Linked DNA regions of Mus musculus: all the other regions are linked to region 1. A link is a contact called in public HiChIP or PLAC-seq and promoter capture Hi-C data. All regions are on one chromosome and are shown on one strand. Each heading gives the region's core, a stretch centred on a gene start, on an enhancer-like site or on the middle of the called end of the contact. The rest is flanking DNA. Distances are from core to core; before and after follow the strand shown.

Region 1 (3,416 bases), core at 540-3,039:
AAACAAACATATTTATGGGGGCTGGAGAGATGGCTCAGTGGTTAAGATCACTGGCTGCTCTAGGAGAAGACCTAGGTTTGGTTCCGAGCCCCCCACATAACAGCTCACAACTAAAGGATGCCACCCTTTCCTGGCCTCTGTGGGTATTGTACCCATAGAGTCATATACATGCACGTAGGTGAACACATAAAATAAATGTATGATATAAATATACGTCATGCATGGATATGTATACACATATGTATATGTATATCTCCCATACCAGGCACTATGTACACCATAATCAAAATACTTCTGAGGCAGAGGCAGGAGGATCAGACATTACAGGCAGTTTGAGCTACATGAGACTCTGAGTAAAAAAGGAACCTTTGAGCATGTTGTCACTCACTCTCACTTCTTCTTCTTCTTCTTTTTTTTTTTTTTTTTTTTTTCCTGAGACAGGGTTTCTCTGTATAGCCCTGGCTGTCTTAGAACTCACTTTGTAGACCAGGCTGGCCTCAAACTCAGAAATCCACCTGCCTCTGCCTCCCAAGTGGTCACTCACTTCTTAATTAGCATGCCACAATAGTTCAATGAGAAGGAACCATTTTTGTGACAACTGTGGAGAGGACAAAGTTCTCATACTCAAAAATCACCTGCCCTGGCACAGATTCATAGGTAATGAGAAAGTGAATTTCTTCTTAATTAAAAACATCGATGGCAAAGGAGCAAGGTGCTTTGGTCTAGATCCCAAAGATCCCAAGCCACATGAGGCTACCAACACAGCCACACTGGTGCAGATCAAACAAACAAAGCCCACAGAGCCAAGCTGCCTCAATAATACAGTTTACCAATTCTGTGAACTTACCGACCTGCTTTGTCCCCGTTTCTCAGAAGCAACGATAACTCTGCACACGGGGCAGTGTCTGCCACGTTCCTGGGACTCAAATCAGGCACTTGTGATGTTCCTGAGGTAAATGACAGTTTCATTATCACTGTTCTGACACAACTTTCCTCCAGTCCTTTAGTCTATTCAAAATAAAAAATTATGAGGCCCTAGTTTTGGTCTGAAGTCCTATATGGATGTCCCCTACAGACCAGACCCAACCAACATAGAGTCATTAACATCACACATTGTGTTATCAGACTGAAACTTTCAGGACACCTGGGAGATTGGTACCACCTGACCTTACGGTAAGGATTTCCTTCCTGCTTCAGTCTTACAACAAAGTAGCAGATGACCTGACCTTGTTTCTGTTCCTCTTCTAGGTCCCGCTTTTAAGAGTCAGTGTTATGTTGGCATAATGGACTGACCCATGATGCCAAGACTGAGTCAGGAGGATAGCGTTCGAGGGCAGCCGGATCAACTGAGACTCAAACGGAGAACTAAGGTTTCAGGTGTAGATCAGCGGTAGCGCACTTCCTTAAGAATTCGCTAAGTCCACAATGCACTTGAGAAGTATAAATAGTGTCCTGCCCGGGCACAGTAGGGAGCAGTCCTCAGACACTACAAATTCAACTTACAAGCTAACTTTGTTCTGTCTTGGGATACCTCCCGGCCGCCGAGCAGATTGTAAAAAGCTGCGGTCAGTTCGTTCTCCCGCTAGCGAGTATGATGTCAGGCAGAGTGCAAACGCCAGCAGTCACCCCAGCCTGAGCTCCTGCAAACCCTTCCTGTCTGGAATCTCCCGGGCCCGGCACGTCCTCACCTCCCGGATCCAGCTTGGGATTCGTGGTCCTAGTCAACCCGGCGTCTGGAGGACACTATTTATCAGGAATATCCTGACTTCTGAGGGCGGAGCAAGCTGGTGGTGCCGCCCCGCCCCACCCCGCCCCATCCCGGACATCATCCCTCCCTTGACTGGGGTTGCTGCCGGCTGAAGCCTTGCGTCATCATTCTGAGCCGCCCCGTCGCCAGGGAAACGCGGACGCTTCCGAGAGCTCAGCTCAAATGCGGTTCCGGGTTTAGAGTTTAAAGGATTTCATTCCGGTTGCCTTCTCCCGGGTTAGATGCTTCGGGCTTATTCAGAAACCGCCTTCGGTCAGAGCTGTCGTGTTTAGGTCCAGGCCTCTCGTGGCTCTGGGAGCACTTCCAGGAGAGTTGGACCGCGGATCCATTAAGATGCACTTTACTCAGAATTGCTCCTAATTTTCCAGATGGCTTCCTTGCTAGGCACTCCTAAATAGTGCTCGAGTTGGCAGATTCCCAAAGTCACTACAGAACTGCTCAGCGCACCCCTGGCTAGGAGTTTCTGAGCAAATATCTGCTTGTCCAGCCAGGACTTTCATCATTGTGGTACAGCTGAGAGGAAATGTGTGCCTGCATGGGTACAGCTGATACCTTTGAAAAGGACTAAAATGATGGATAATGGAGTTAGGGCCAGAGAAAGATGCTGAATTCCGTTTCAGAGACAGACTTAAGGCATTGGGATCAGACACAAGTGGACTCTGCCGCTGCCAGCTAAGGCTGGGAGCTGCTTGCCTTACTGCATAACTACTTTGTCCGCAGCAATTACTGCATTTATGGCTCTGACTCAGAACACACTTGCAGTCACAGGTGTCAGTGGGGCTTTCCTATTGGAAAGTAGGGAGTCCTGCACATGGGTCATGAACTCATAATGGAGAGGACTGACTCCAGAAAGAGGTCCTTCAATCTCCAGGAACATTCCCTGGTACATTAGTGCCTGCACACACTATACAATTATTATTATTATTACTAATAATAGTACTAATAATTATTAATAATAATAATAGCAAAGGGAAATGACTGAAGGGAGGGCAGCCTAAGGAATATGATTGCTCCCACCATAAACAGTCACCAAATAAACTCAGATAAACCAAGAACAAATGCATCCTTCTCACCTGGGGTGCAGTTGTCACAGGGCCTCCCACCACCAAGCAGGGGAACCTGGCAGCAAAGGCAGAAGACAGCAGCCACCAACCCTGGATGCCTTGCTCTAGTCTAGCCTAGAAGTTTCCGGAAACAGAGAAGCACTCCTACCCAGTCACCTTCATAGTGCCTGAACAGCTGGTAAGATTGTCTTCTGCCTTTCTGAAGAGTCTGAATGGGCAGTCAGTCTCCACCGGCATTTACAACCTGAACTCTGTCATTGCAAGGAGTCCTTGAGTTCACAGGGCTGCTCAGAATGGCCTGCAAGCATGCATGCTATTGTTTTTCCAAAGCCAGAGAGAAACAAGGTTTCCTCATTACAGAATTCACTCACTACAGAATTCATATGTATCTCACAAGTTCTGTCCAAGCACAGCTAATAAGTCAGATTCCTGTGTTAACATGAGGAAAACATTGCTTCCTTGGGAATTATCAGTTTAGATGAACTGTGGGGAGATTGACTCCCTAAAATTAAGGTTTTCCTCAGCAACAATGGCATTGTTATCTGGGCTATGTGATGGCTCATAGGCATAGGAGCAGAACAGGG
Region 2 (3,416 bases), core at 427-2,926, 1.0 Mb before region 1:
TTTAAGCCTCTACCCTCCTGCCATTGTAAGTTGGTGCTTAGAGTAATTACAGTCATGATCCAGAAAGGGAAGTTGAAGCCAGTGTCTATCAAGTAGTTTGTAGGCTCCTAGAATGGCTAGAGTCTGGAGTCCCCCAGCCCAGCAGACACCCTACTTGGATGGGTCTCACGATGAAAGTCAATGCTGTCAGGCTCTCAGGTAGACCTTCTTCCTGTGCATTGAACAGGCACAGGGCTGGGCTTATTTAGCTGAAGGCTCTGGTGTGATGGACTGAGAACCTCATGGCCTCAGGTGGCTGGGTGGGACCCGACATTGTTTCCTTGTGAAACAGCACATGCCATGTGGAAGTTTAAAAGTTACAACACATGTGCAGACCCAAGACACTCAGATATGGCTCGACTCTTGGTCTGTTTCTTCTCTCCTCCCTACCCTCCTTGGAACTGAAGTCAGGCCACTGAGCTATCCCCCAACCTCTCTCTGTCTTCTTTCATCCCTGGGGACGGTGTGCATTTCATAGCTTTTGATATAGCCTTGGTCTTGTAAGCCCTTCCTCTGGACTGTGTTCAGATTTGTGAAAATATTTTAAAATATTTGAGAGAGTTGTACAGAGGTTGAACCATCACCTAATGTTTTGAAATGAATGTACAATTGAAACAAAAGTGGTGGTACATTCCTATAATCCCAGAACTGGGGAGGTAGACTCGGGAGGATCAGGAGTTCAAACTCATTGTTTTCTAGGTTGCAACTTTGAGGCTAGCACAAACAGAACTGTAACCAAGACAAATGGATTTCCTCCTGCTTGCTTCCAGGTACCTGCCAGGGCAGGGAAATTCCTCTTCCTGTAGGACTGTGATGGTTCCAGCCTCATGTGATGGTTCCTGGCTGAAATGCAGTCAGGTTTTAAAGGGGCTTGTTTGTGTTTGTAAATTTTCGGGGTCTGACAACTCCTAGAATAAACCCAAATCATCCCAAGTACCCTTTGTATGGATCCAACAAACACTCATGTCTCTGCTTTTTGAGGCTTAGGAAACGAGTGCAGGTGAGTTCAGGAAGGGAAATGCAGCACAATGACCTGGCCTGATAGAAGACATCCTCCATAGACATCTGGCTTAACTCTGCTCAGCTCTAGCTGACTTCTACCTCCTGAATTATACTTTTTCATAGATTGTGTCTCTGTAATTTTTGCTACTTAAAAAGGTAAAATGTGCATAAAGCCAGGTGTGGTGGCACACACCTTTAATACATAGGTGGATCTCTGTATCTCAGGCTAGAGAAAGATGCTGTCTAGTGAGGCCTCTTCTAGTTCCTAAGCGAGACCATCACACAACTTTCAAAACACACTGATGATGAACCCTGTCTTGTCACCTCCTGAGCCTGCTGGGCGTTGTATACTGAAATATTAAAGTGAAGACAAAAGTTGGCGAACTACAGCGCTAGGCACTAAGCGCAATGAAACAGTGATCAGAAAAGCCCGTTTGACAGGTGACAGGCTAAGGCTATACCGGGAGGGCATTCCAAGGTCAATGATCTGTAACCTGCGCTCACGTGTACCCCTAAATACTCCCGTGGGCTGTTAAGACTCCCCCAGCTGCTGGACAGGGGCGTCCCATCGATGCGCTCCGCCGCTCGGCTCCCCACGCCTGGATCAGCCCCATGCGCTGCTTTCCCCCTCCCTCCCACTTCCCACTTCCAAGATGGCCGCGGGCGGAGCCGACCAGGTAAGGGGCCTCCGCCAGGCGTCTGCGGTGCCGGTATGGACACTGTGACTCTCTCGGAACTTTCCTTGCAGCCCTTCCTGGGCCTGAGGACAGAAAAGGGCCAGGGACACAACTCCCGAAACCCAGGACGGATACTTGGCAGGCCGGAGGAGCAGCGGTAGTAAATAGCAGGCTCCTAAGCTCTACGGAGCTGCGGCGGGGGGCGAGAGCCCTGGCGGAAGAGCAGTGGAAGCTTAGCGGGGGCGTGGCTAGGGAGCGTGAGGGCGGCGATAGGGAGCGCGGGGCGTGGTAACGCTCCTGTCCCCCGGAGTGTGACTAGGGACGAGCGTGGGGTGTGGCTAGTGAGCTCTCGGGGGCGTGGCTCTGGAGTGCGGGGCGTGGCGGTACGCCTGAGGCCCTGGGAGCGAGCGATTTGCGTTGGGTGTTGGGCTAAAGAGGCTCAGCGGAAGGGAAGAGAAGCAGCCTTGTGGGGGCGTGGCTGCGTGGCGTGGGCGTGGCGGGGGTGGGGTCTGGCGCTGGCTGCTTTTAGCCGCGGGCGGCCGGCAAGCACCTGCTGAGGCTGGGCATCTGCGGAGTCTACGCTCTTAGCCCAGCGAGTTGCGGGCCCCACGGGGCCTGGGCTGCGGGCCACGGGCCGGGGAGATGGCGTTGGAGCTGCGGTAGCTCGGGTACTGAGGGGGCTCTGCAGGGTCAAGCTGAGAGGTTGCGGATGGCTGACCGCTGCCACCTGCTGCTGCGTCGGCCAGGCAGGGAGGTCTGAGAGGGCGGCTGGGAGGGCTGGGGTCCGGCTGACGTGCGACTGCCCTCGGCCAGCGCTTGTCGCGACGTGCGCCTTTTCCAGAACTTGGTGAAAAGTTTTCTCCTCAGATGTGGTGCTGCGAGCTGTAGAGGTGTCTGCTCTGTGCGCCCTGAGCCAGCGTCCTCAGACCCCTGTCCTGTTCACATCTCTGCCTTTACTCCTTTTCAGACCCTGAGGTATTCAGATCTCTGTCCTTCTCAAACCCCTCTCCTGTTCAGATCCTGGTGCTCCTCAGACCCCTGGCCTCTTCAGATATGGTCCTCAGACCCCTGATGTGTCTCGGATCTCCATCCCCCTAAGACGTTTTTTCCCAAATCTTGCTAAAGTTTTCTCAGACCGGAGGCTACGATTGGCTCGTCCAACTTTCACGGGGCTGTGGGCTACCAACCGAGTTTGCTCTGAGGATCTGAGCCTGTATCTTCCTCAGATCTCTGACCTGTTCAGACCTCTGTCCCCTTCAGTCCTTCCTCCTCAACCCTTTGTGGTGTGTTCAAATCTTCTTCCTCCCCATGCCCAGTTCTTCTCAGACTGCCAAACCTCTTAAATCTCCTGACCCACTGGGTCCTCTCTGACCTTGGGCCTCCTTATCCTGGTCCTGGACTGCAGAAGGTCCTTCAGGAAGGGACTGTAGACCCCGCTCTACTCAGACTCATTTCCTGGGTTATGTCCTCCTCAGATCTTCTACTCTCTGGCTGTAGGACCCGTTTTATCTCTAGAGACCCTCACAGTACTGGGCATATTGGTAGGCTAGAGGAACAACCTGACCTCTGCCCCAAGCCCTACTCAGGATCTTGTCACCCCTTCTGGGGCTTGGCTAGATTTCCAGAGGGTGCTAACCAGCACAGACTCCTGATGGAGCCCCAGTGAGGCTGAGAATGTCAGAGATACCATCTGACCAG
Region 3 (3,416 bases), core at 473-2,972, 880 kb before region 1:
GGAAATGGGAAGAGAAGTCCAAAGGAGTCCTGGAAGTGAGTCTGAAGAGGCAGCCAGAAGAGGTGTGGGATCTCTGGGGCTGGAGTTACAGGTGGCTGACCTACCCAGTGTGGATGATGGGAATTAAACCTGGGTCCTCCACAAAAGCAGCCAGTGTATAACCAATGAGCCCCATCCATCTCTCTCTGGCTCCAGCAGTGATCTTTTAATTTTATTTTTACTTTCACGCTTTTAAAAAGTCTAAGAATCTGGGCTGGAGAGTTGGGCTCAGTGGTTGAGAGCATGTTCCTCTTGTGGAAGACCTGACTTTGATTCCCAGCTAACAACTACCTAACTCTAAGAGTTCCAGGGTATCTGACACTTTTCTGAACTCTGAAGGCACTTGGCATACACATGGACATACACATACAAGCAAAACATCCACACACGTAAGTTTAAAAAAGAAAGATCAGTAATTAATTCTGAGAAGCAAAATTATGCTAAGAATATAAAAACCTACAAAATGTGAAGGCTGCCTTCACTATGAATTATTTCCACCCCTAGGAGTGACCACCACAGCCTTTCAGCAGATCAGTTTTGCTGTATAGATCCTTTCAGGGCAGGAATTCCTAGGGCTATGTCTCGGAGGAAAGAGGGAAGCCAAGCTTATGGGATACTGTGGAGTTATGACTTCCTACTAGAGCATCTTTCTTCAAAACCACAATTTCAGAGATAGACATGAACCAAGCTGGGGGATGGGACAGGGCCGGATGGGATGGGAAATGGGGGTTCTTTCCTGTCAACTCTAAACAGAGCACCACAAATAGGAAGTGCTTCCCCCGGAATACTTCAGACTCCTCCCTGCTTTGCACAACATAGACCTGTTTTCATCTTTTAGTCACAAGTACGAGATCATCCGCCTGCTCACTCTCACCCGCTGAAAAGGCCAGCTCCCGTTCACTCCGTTTCCATAAGACTCAGGCAAAGTCTCTCTTTTTTTAATCAACCAAAAACTTGGTCCTAGCAGGGAACAAGCTAAAGATACTGAGCCTAACTTTGGAGATGCGACTCAAAAACCTGAAGCCACGGGTAAAAGTAAAGATGGCAAAAATGGGCATTGTCTAAATAAACTGCACACACACTGGCTTTCTTGCTCCTTGGACCTCACATTCCGCGGAGGGCAAAAGTGGGGGAAGGAATGTGAGTGGAAAAAGCCCACAAACCAGGCAGTACACATCCTGGACTGGATTAGGGATTAGCAACCCCAGCCCCTGGTCGGGCGGGCTTCTGCCTGGCTGCCTGACCTTGGGCAAGTCTCCCGCTTCTAAGCTTGACTTTTGCAATTCCAGGAGGGGTGGTGCCCCTATGCCCGAGAGAGTGCCGTGTGTCACCAGACAAACAAATGGCGGAGCCTTCCACCTGACGCATCACCCAGATCCCCGCATTTACGCCCCAGCGTCCCCACTTCTCGTCTCTTGAGCCCAGTTCGCGCAGTGCCGCACAGTAAACACCAGGACAGCCGCGCGTTGAGAACAGGCACAGGGACTCGATGGTGAGGATGTGACTTCAGGGTGCACGGGCACCGCCTGCGGGGACCAGTCCTGCCGCTAAACCCCCCACCAGAGCTCTCGGCCGTGAGTGAGGCCGACGCAGAGGAGTGAAGCTCTCTTACCTGAACGACAGTGCCAAAGCCGGGAGGCTGCGGCGCGCCAGCCTCACACACCGAGCCGCCATGACTGCCCCCGAGGTCGCGTCACTGCGCCCACACTGAGCATGCGCGGACGCCCCTTACACCGGTTTTCCCACCTACTGCTGCTTTTTAGCTAATCCGTGACCGCTGTTGTTCTGATGGACAGACCATTTCCACCAATAATTACGAGTCATGACGGAATTCTGTTTCCTCCTTCTCCGGTGGGCGGAGACTGAGGCTTCTGGGAGCCCCGGAAGGTGAGGAGGTGAAAGGTGAGGTGGGAGGAGTGGAGGAAAATGGAGCTTCTGTGGGCGTGGTCGCGCCAGGGGACAGCCAATGAAGAGGAAGAGCGTCAGGGCGGGCAGAAGGCGGCGAGCGCTAGGCGGGGACCCGGGAACTCGTGCCAAGTGACTGGTGCTCGCTTTAGGCTCCTGCTACCTTCTGCGGGCGGAACGTGGGTGTCCCGGGAAGGGACGGACCCCATCTCTACTATGCCGCAAGCGCGTTGTGTCAACAGGCTGGCTGTGGACGGCCCGATGAGCGTTACTTGATTTTGTACTTTCGGCCACCTCCAATTTTCTCAGAACGCAACATAAGAAAAAAAAAAACTAACAGCAGTGTGTGCAGGAGAGCTTCGAAAATATGGGTGCTGATGTTTGGTCACTGCTATGGGGGAGGTCGCAGAGCTGAGAGTTGTCGGAGGACGTTTTCTGTCCTGTCTAGGTATGTGCAGCTTCTTCCTTCCTCCCCCCGGCTCCCGCAAATCTCGAGACAGAACGCTTCGTCCGTGGACTACGGCTTGTGTGTGCTCTCGGCGGATCTCTTGAGTTCTAGGCCAGCCTGGTCTACAGAGTGAGTTCCAGGTCAGCCAGAGCTACACAGAGAAATTTTGTCTCGTAAAACAAACCAAACCAAACCAACCAAACAAACAAACAAAAAAGGGACCAAAATTCTATTATTTAATTTCGCTCTTTTAAAAATCATTTCCCCAGCACATGCTGCCTTTTGCCCGCCGTGGGCGTGGGGCAGAGCATGTCCACACAAAAAGCACAGCTCTCACCTCATAGGAAATAAGTTTATTCTGGAGTCATTTATGAGTGACTGGCCCAGAAACAGTTTTAGGACACCTGTGTTCCAACGTGAAAACAGTTTCAGGACGTTTGCATAGTAGCAGAACAAAGAAAGCCACAACTCAAGACATAAAATATATTAGTGAAAACATTAAGTAGGTGATTATAGCAAACGGGAATCTCAGCTGTAGTCCGCAGATGCTATTTGATAGCAAGCTTAGCCCTTTGGTGGAGATTAGAGTTTTGTTACTGTGTTACCAAGATTTTAATCGTCTTTTCCTGCTGTTAGGTCTGACACTGAGTGGGGCAGGGAATCTATTTAATGAACTAAAGATAGCCCAAGATAAATTGTAACTAGGCTCTGCACCTGCAAGGTTCAGCATCTCCAGTCATTGAGGCTTTAATCCGTCAATTGGCCTTTGCAGACAGTTTCTTTCCAGGAATCCTGGTTCACTGGTGTTTTGTAGGACAAGTGACCTGATTTGTTAATTCATTAGGGCTGGGGTCGAGTAAGAGGAGAAGGGATACTTAGAGCACCAATGAAATCAAGAGACATAATTGGATTGAGTCTATGGCACTTGGTTGTGATGGAACAAACCAACCGTGAAAAGGGCAGGGGACTGGAGTGGGACGGGTATCAGATGGTTATTCAGTGCGCTGGCCCTTTTGTTAGGGAA

The links. HiChIP or PLAC-seq counts read pairs in DNA pulled down with a chosen protein or histone mark. Capture Hi-C pulls out chosen DNA fragments and counts their contacts.
Region 2: an H3K27ac HiChIP or PLAC-seq map of double positive thymocytes shows a contact between it and region 1, with 8 times the contacts expected there. The contact joins the promoter of Tbc1d14 here to the promoter of Acox3 in region 1. A contact is called at or near these places in 3 of 39 promoter capture datasets (liver, neutrophils and pre-B cells) and 3 of 115 datasets of contacts at active chromatin or transcription factors (bone marrow-derived dendritic cells, double positive thymocytes and pancreatic cancer cells).
Region 3: a promoter capture Hi-C map of adipose tissue shows a contact between it and region 1, with 4 times the contacts expected there. The contact joins the promoter of Grpel1 here to the promoter of Acox3 in region 1. A contact is called at or near these places in 15 of 39 promoter capture datasets (the 3T3-L1 cell line, 3T3-L1-derived adipocytes, the C10 cell line and 11 more), 2 of 484 Hi-C or Micro-C datasets (CD4 T cells and regulatory T cells), 3 of 115 datasets of contacts at active chromatin or transcription factors (astrocytes, memory CD8 T cells and pancreatic cancer cells) and 2 of 9 other capture datasets (adipose tissue and liver).

What each region holds. Positions count from the first base shown.
Region 1 is chr5:35,581,407-35,584,822 of GRCm38.p6, reverse strand. It overlaps Acox3 (acyl-Coenzyme A oxidase 3, pristanoyl), which reads right to left and starts at 1,789. Exons shown (of 19, transcript NM_030721.3): 1 at 1,689-1,789; 2 at 848-947. It overlaps 4931431C16Rik (RIKEN cDNA 4931431C16 gene), which reads left to right. Exons shown (of 4, transcript NR_045807.1): 4 at 1,249-3,416.
Region 2 is chr5:36,580,657-36,584,072 of GRCm38.p6, reverse strand. Tbc1d14 (TBC1 domain family, member 14) reads left to right here and starts at 1,676. Exons shown (of 14, transcript NM_133910.3): 1 at 1,676-1,718.
Region 3 is chr5:36,463,491-36,466,906 of GRCm38.p6, reverse strand. It overlaps Grpel1 (GrpE-like 1, mitochondrial), which reads right to left and starts at 1,722. Exons shown (of 4, transcript NM_024478.2): 1 at 1,652-1,722. The coding sequence starts at 1,713. 2210406O10Rik (RIKEN cDNA 2210406O10 gene) reads left to right here and starts at 2,053. Exons shown (of 3, transcript NR_126488.1): 1 at 2,053-2,392.